Linked DNA regions of Hordeum vulgare: region 1 is linked to region 2. Evidence: chromatin contacts called from public Hi-C data. All regions are on one chromosome and are shown on one strand. The core of a region is the stretch at or near the end of the contact, and the rest is flanking DNA. Distances in the headings are between cores, read along the strand shown.

The links. A called contact is a pair of places that touch in the nucleus more often than the background predicts.
Region 1: a Hi-C map of seedling shows a contact between it and region 2, with 7 times the contacts expected there. The contact joins two enhancer-like sites. A contact is called at or near these places in 3 of 6 Hi-C or Micro-C datasets (leaf and seedling).

Annotation. Positions count from the first base shown.
Region 1 is chr2H:170,678,908-170,682,659 of MorexV3_pseudomolecules_assembly, reverse strand. No RefSeq gene overlaps it. Among protein-coding and RNA genes, the nearest start is that of LOC123429862, 97 kb to the right of the region's middle. Within about 2 kb of position 2,014, at least 3 of the 3 cell types and tissues checked have open chromatin away from gene starts, as enhancers often do. A contact at or near this core is called in leaf and seedling, where this site is marked.
Region 2 is chr2H:170,246,207-170,249,540 of MorexV3_pseudomolecules_assembly, reverse strand. No RefSeq gene overlaps it. Among protein-coding and RNA genes, the nearest start is that of LOC123425709, 160 kb to the right of the region's middle. Within about 2 kb of position 1,335, at least 3 of the 3 cell types and tissues checked have open chromatin away from gene starts, as enhancers often do. A contact at or near this core is called in leaf and seedling, where this site is marked.

The sequences.
Region 1 (3,752 bases), core at 765-3,264, 430 kb before region 2:
TCATCTCACATCAAAGGAAATGATTACGTTTTGTTCAAGAAGTTCCCTCACGTCACTTTTAGCCTAAGATAAGATAAAGTCCAAGTCACTTACGTCACCGACTCAGATTCGGACTACACACATATACGTGTGTCAAAACGCCAACAACATTTTCATACAGACTCCGAATTGGGTGATTCTTTTTTGATTGGAAAGTAGATTTTATGTACGTTCAGCCTAATTGAAATCAACTTAGAATTCGTTCAGATCATGGAGATATTGAAGAAACAATCTGACCTTGCACCAGAATCCGAGTCAAAATACAAGTCCAAAGGTGTTGCATCACCTCCACTTGGGACCATAGGCCCTGTACGATCTAGGTTTAGTCTTAGGCTGCCTTGGGACGTCCTCCCACCTCCTTGTTCTCCACCCCATGATACTATATAAGTATATCAACCTAGTAGCTTTTTGCTTGGGATTTGTTTAGTTAAAAGTTAACCGTTGCAACTTCGTGTACTTCGTTTGTATCCAACGACTAGACCAAGACCGCTTTCGGATTCCCATCCTTATGAATACTTCATATATATTTGCAATATTCAAATTGCTTTTATCATATTCTTGCTTGTTCTTCGATTGCTTGCAGAAAAAGACCTTTGTGGTCAGGTTGATCGTGCTCCAGCGTGATCAATAACCTTTTGGAGTTGGTTTAGCGATTGCTAAGGCGTAACGTCGTGCACGTTTGTAGTCGGATCATCAAAGTGTCTCTAACAAATCGATAGCCACCATCTCATCGAAAGATCGAGACACGACATAAAAAAGATCTTAGTTCAACTAGTAGGAGCAGCTATGGAAGTTAGACATCTTTTAAAATCTCCAATTATGGTTCTTGTTTTCTTTCATCTAATATTCATAGCGAAGAATTGGTAAAAATATATATGTATTAAAATGCATTTGATGAAATAAAAATAATGTTCAAATCCAAAACGAAGCAAAGTATGTGATTAAAAAATGAATGCTGATCGGCCAAGCAGGCGAAAAATGAGTAGGGGTTTTAGACGCACGACCGGCCCATCTACAAAAAAGGGCGAATATGCCAAACCCAAACGGATAAAAACCGTACAAAGCGTGCATCTCTTAAGGTCATGCTGTTGGAGTTGCTCTAACCATACAACTATAGAATGGTCTACGACGTGATATTCTTATGAAAGCCTTATTTTTTAGTATTATAAGGGATAGTTTGAAAGAATTTATGTGATTCCGAGAAAAAAGTTCATTACATGATGGTTAAAATATTAAAGATGTTACTATATGTATTAGAGCATCTTCTGCATCCTTTGTATATTAGATTATTAAATACTTGTTATAGCAGGAGGATAGAGAAGGTTTACAAAGTTAACATATTTTTTTACTTCGGTACCCTTTGTATACTAAATTGCTATATTTGCACAAAACACACAATGACATGTGGGAAGAGTTTGCCATAGACACATTACAAACTAGCATATGTACATGTATATGTATAGTAGCACAACTCGCGTCCACGTATACATGCACACACGCGTACACTTACACACATGCATCACACACACGCACACATGCAGCACACACATACGCATGCAACATACACGCGTACACGTATATAAAAACACATACACGCACACACACGCACACACACTAGTACACGGATCCATCTGTCATTGGAACAAAATGAGGCTTGTTAAAAATTTATAAAGTGGCATTTGACTTGGTAAATATGCAAAATATAAATACAAATATATAAGCTTTGTAATTTTTTTTTATGAGAACCACATAAAAACTGTTTGAGATGCTCTTACCATGATTTGTTTGGGTCGATAAAATTTCTTGGCAGTGAAACAAGCCCGTGGATAGCACCGGTTGATAGGCCCCCGGTTCACGTGGTTTCACGTGACGCCGAGCCCACCGCGGTCGCTCCGTCGCGACGGGTGTGGGACAGTGAGTGGTGTCTCGATGCGAGGGCGAGCAGGGCGCATGTCCCTCTCGCAAAGGCACGAGTAGTGTGGCGTGTCAGCTTGAAAGCTGGTGTACCGGCACGAGACAACGTCCCGGTACAGTGGACTTGGTGGTACTCGATCGGGGCGGCTTTGGCCCGCAGCAAGGAGACCCTACTGACCATGGGACACTTGTATTCTTGTGGCCCTGCTTCGGGCTCCTTCTGGGTTCATGTGCGCACACGACTTGCGAGTAACATTTTCTTTGAAGAGAGACTTAATTTTGTAACAATAAATCTTCATGGTGTAAAATGTTCAGTACAGCAGTAAGTTAACGGATGCGACGCAGAACTAGTCTTTTTTTCTCTCCAAGGAAACACGGAACTCGTGTGCGTGTACTTCAATAGATAGAGCGGGGGTGGTTTTGGGAAGATTTCACGTGTTTTTCTTTCAATTTCTGTTTCTTGTTTTTATTTAGGGAATCGTTTTTCACCCGCGCGCCCGCCAAACCGACGTGCCGGTCGCCTCCTCGCGCGCGCGGGCCCATGCAACATTTTTTCTGCAAGCATTTTTTGTTCCAATGGATGCAACATTTTTCGTCTAAATATGTTACAACCAACGTCATATTTGCTGCAAGCTTTTTTTTTACTATTTTTTGTTCCAATAAAAAAACTGCATATACGTTTGGTTGCAGCTCCAGTTCGTCGGATTTTTCGTTATAATCGATATTTTATACTTTTGCTACAGCCGTGTTAATTTGTGCTACAACCGGCATCATATTTTGCTGTAACCATTCACTAAAAAAGTTGCATACACGTCACATAAATATTTGCTACAACCGGTATTTGACTTTTGCTACCATGCATCATCAGCTTCATTTTTTGCTACGATTACGTAGATATTTTTTTTGCTACAAATTTTATTTTTTGTTGCAACCCTTGAAAAAATTGCTACATCACATCGAAATTTTGCTGCATAGGGGAAAAAACGTTGCATGCGAATCAAATGGTGCGGACGACGCAGGGTTGGTGGATCCTGCGGCTCGCGTGCGGCCGGCCAAATGTTTGGGCCGGCACGCCGGCGCAGATCAGTCCCCTTTTATTTATTGCTTTTTTAGTTTCTTTTTTTTAGATACATGTCGACTTTTTAGATACACGTCAAACTTCGTCATATATGGGTCTAACATTTCTCAGCTCTCATTTTTGTAAATACATATTGCACAATTATAAGACGTCAAACATTTTTTAAGCGCACATCAAACGTTTTTCAAACGCACATCAAACAGTTTTTAAAATTCCATGAAAATACCATTAAAACATCCTGAAACATATTTTCAAGTGTGTGAATATTTTTATAATCTCATGGAAAATTATGTACAAGTGCGATGAACATTTTGTAGGAATAATACGAACAATTTTATAGTGATATGAACTTTTTTAGTGTGCGATGAATTTGGTAACTTATGTACTCCATAACTCAAATTTTACTATTTTTTTAAAAAAAATAAGCAAACAAAAATCACAAAATATACCTTCTTATGTGCGCAAACATACCGGTGTGTTGTAGACGTGCATAACGTTGGGCTTGGCCAGGAAGAAAACTTGAGGCGACGTGAGCTTCGATCTTGCAATAAGTGAGGGCATTCCCTTTGGTATGACATGCAGACCCCAAATGTGAGAATATAGCGAGCTCTCGCGTCAAACACATCACCACCGGGACAACCCACTATCAAATTTATTCCCTCAATGTAGTTTGCTCGCTGCCGGTTTTCTCCAGGAGCTCCACCGCGGGCGTTCGAAGGGG
Region 2 (3,334 bases), core at 86-2,585:
GCCGGCTGCAGCCCGCAGCCGGCCGCCATCAACAATATTTTCGCTACACCAACACCAAGAAGCCTCCGCACGACTCTTCGAGTCGCCCAGAGGCTCGGAGGTTACACCCAGTGGGTGCGCTGGCGCGCCCCCACCGGAAGACAGCCATGTCAACCCGAGAAGAGGGCACAAGAAAAAAAATCAGAAGACAAAGATTTGGCCCGTTGCCACCCAGCCGTGCATGCGGCCCGAATCTCGGAGGCTACACCTAGTGGGTGCGCTAGCGCGCTCCCAATAGAAGAAAGCTGCTGCTGGCTACAGCCGGTAGCCGACCACCATCGGCGACCTCGGCCATGACAACGGCAGCACTTCGCGCGCAAGAGCCACCGGACTTTGTGTCCGTGCATGGCAGTGCCCCGCGCACAAGAGCCGGTGGACTTCGCGTCCACACACGGCAAGACTTCGCGCGCAAGATCCACCGGACTTCGCGTCCGCGCATGACAGTGCCCCATGCACAAGAGCAAATGGACTCCACGTCCACGCACGGCGGCGCTTCACGCGCAAAGCCACCAGACTCTGCATCCGCGCATGGCGCTGCCCCGCGCACAAGAGACAGTGGACTCCACATCCAAGCACCGCAGCGATTCGCGCGCTAGAGCCACCGGACTCCGCGTCCGCACATGGGAGTGCCTCGGCACAAAAGCGAGTGGACTTCGCCTCCACACACAGCAACACTTCGCGCGCAAGAGCCATCAGACTGTGCTTTCGCGCATGACAGTGCCCCGCACACAAGGAATCACCGGACTCCACGTCCGTGCCTAACCGTGCTTCGACACCACCATTTTCTGATTTATTGAAAAAATCTTAAATGTGTATAAAAGCAAGTTCTTGATGTGTACACGAAAAATATACAACGCACAGGGAAAAGGTAGATATAAAAATATATTTGAACAAATGCTAATTAGATGTTTATAAAATATTAAACTTGTATAATAAAACTTGATCATCTATACCAAAAATGTATACCATACATTTAAAAGAGTAGGCATAAAAGAAGATGTGAGAAATATTAATTTTATGTTTACAAAACTTTAAACATGTATTAATAATAACCCCGATGTGTATGGAAAATATACACTGTGCGTGAAAGAATATAGGTGTCTTCAAAAAAATATTAAAAAGAAAGAATTGGGAGTAAAGAGAACTAAGAAAGAAAGAAAGAAAAACAAAGAAAAACGAAAAAACCGGCTCCTGAGCGAACTAGGGTTGGGTCCGGCCATTAGCAGCTAGTTGGGCAGACGCCAGAGGTGAGGAAAAGATACAACCTGCAGTATCCAAAAAATAACGGAAAACCCTATTTGTCGCTTTGTGCGAAGCGGTGTCGAGGCTTCGCACAGAGCGGGCAAGGGATCGGGCTGGTCTAGAAGCGGAGCTGGAGTGCCCAGTTTTAACAACCTTCTACAGGTTTTCAGCTGTTTTTTTCGGTTTTGAGAAACTTCTAGAAGGTTCCCTGAAACAGTTTTTTTTCTCTTTCTGTTCTTAAAATGTTCCAGATTTTAAAAAAATGTAAAGTTTGAAAAAATGTTCCGCAATTTCAAAAAATGTTTCACAATTTCAACAAATGTTTCCAAATTAAAAAAAGTTTCCGGAATTTGAGAAATTATTCAGGAATTTGAAAAAATGTTCCGGAATTTTAAAAAATGTTCCGAAATTTTATAAAATGTTAGAAACTTTGAAAATATGTTCCAGAATAAGAAAATATGTTGGGTAATTTCGAAAAAATATTCCAGTATTTACAAAAATGTTCTGGAATATGAAATAATGTTCTTGAATTTGAAAAAACATTGCTGAATTTGAAAAAACGTTCCGAAATTTGAAAAAATGTTCCATAATTTTAGAAGATGAACCGCAATTTGAAAAAATGTTAGGAACGTTGAAAATCCAAAAGCCAATAAGAAATAGAAAAACCCGGTTCAAGGAACCTTTTAAAATATTTGGATTTTCAAAAACTATTGTCAATTTTCAAAAAATGTTCGTGATTTTCAAAAAATATTATTCAAATTCTAAAAATAGTTTTCCTTTTTACAAAATGTTCTTTAATTTCCAGAAAATGTTCTGGAATTAAATGTTTGGGATTTTTAAAAATTTTCTTAAACTTCGGAAAAAGTTCTTTTATTAGGAAAATGTTCTTGATTTTCAAAAAATGTACTGGATTTTCAAAAAATGTTCTTCAAATGCTGTTTCTCTTTTTTTTCAAAGAAGTGTTCTGGATTTACAAAACTAGTCGGGATTTTAAAAAAATGTTCCGTAATTTGTTTGTGTTTTGAAATTTGTTCCCTGATTTAGAAAATGTTCGGAATTTTCTCCTTTAAAAAATTGTTAGCATTTTGAAATTTGTTCCCTATTTTAGAATACGTTCCATAATTTGGGAAAAATGTTCCGAAATTAAAAAAATATTCCGGAACTGGAATTCTTTCCGAAATTGTAAAATATTCCGAAATTGAAAAAATGTTCCAAATTTTTAAAAATGTTCCGAATTTGAAAAAAATTGCAGAATTTTGATAAAGTTCTGCGGAGTTTGACAAAATGCTCTAGATTTTGAAACAATGTTCATGATTTTGAAAAAATGTTCTGGATTTTGAAAAAATGTTCAGAAGTTGAAAAACTATTCCTGAATTTGCAAAAAATGTTCCATAATTTTTATAAAATGTTCCAGAATGAGAAACATTGTTATGGTATTTTTTATCTAAATATTTCGTATTTTTCAGAAACCCGTTCTGAATTTTTTTTTTAAAATCCGTATTTTGAAAAATATTCTGGAATTATAGAAAATATTCCGAAATATAGAAAAATTTCACTATTTTTAATTTTGTTCAAAATTCTTAATTTATTCATCTTTCGAATTGTTTTACAAATCTTGTTTCAAAATAGTTTCCTAGATTCGAAAAATGTTCGCGGTTTTATAATTTTGTTCATGAATTTAAATTTATTCATATTTCAAAATTTGTTAAAAATTCAAAACATGTTTGCTATTTCAAAAAAAATTCTAAATTTTCAAATATTATTCTTCAAATCCTACAAATGTTTTTGCTTCAAATTAGAAATGAAAAGGAAAAAGAAAGAAAAAATAACAAAAAAAGAGAAACAATTAAGCAGAAGAGAAAAGCAGGAACAGAAAAAAAACTAGAAAAGCAAATCTGGGCCGACCCAGTCGGGCGACCCCCTGTGCGTGCGGCACATAGGCGGTCCCAGATATAACTCCCGCTCTGTGCCAAGCAGTGTCGGGGCTTCATGCAGAACGGGAGAGGAATGGATTTCAAATGGGCTGGCCCATTTAACGAGCGTGAAGCGTCTA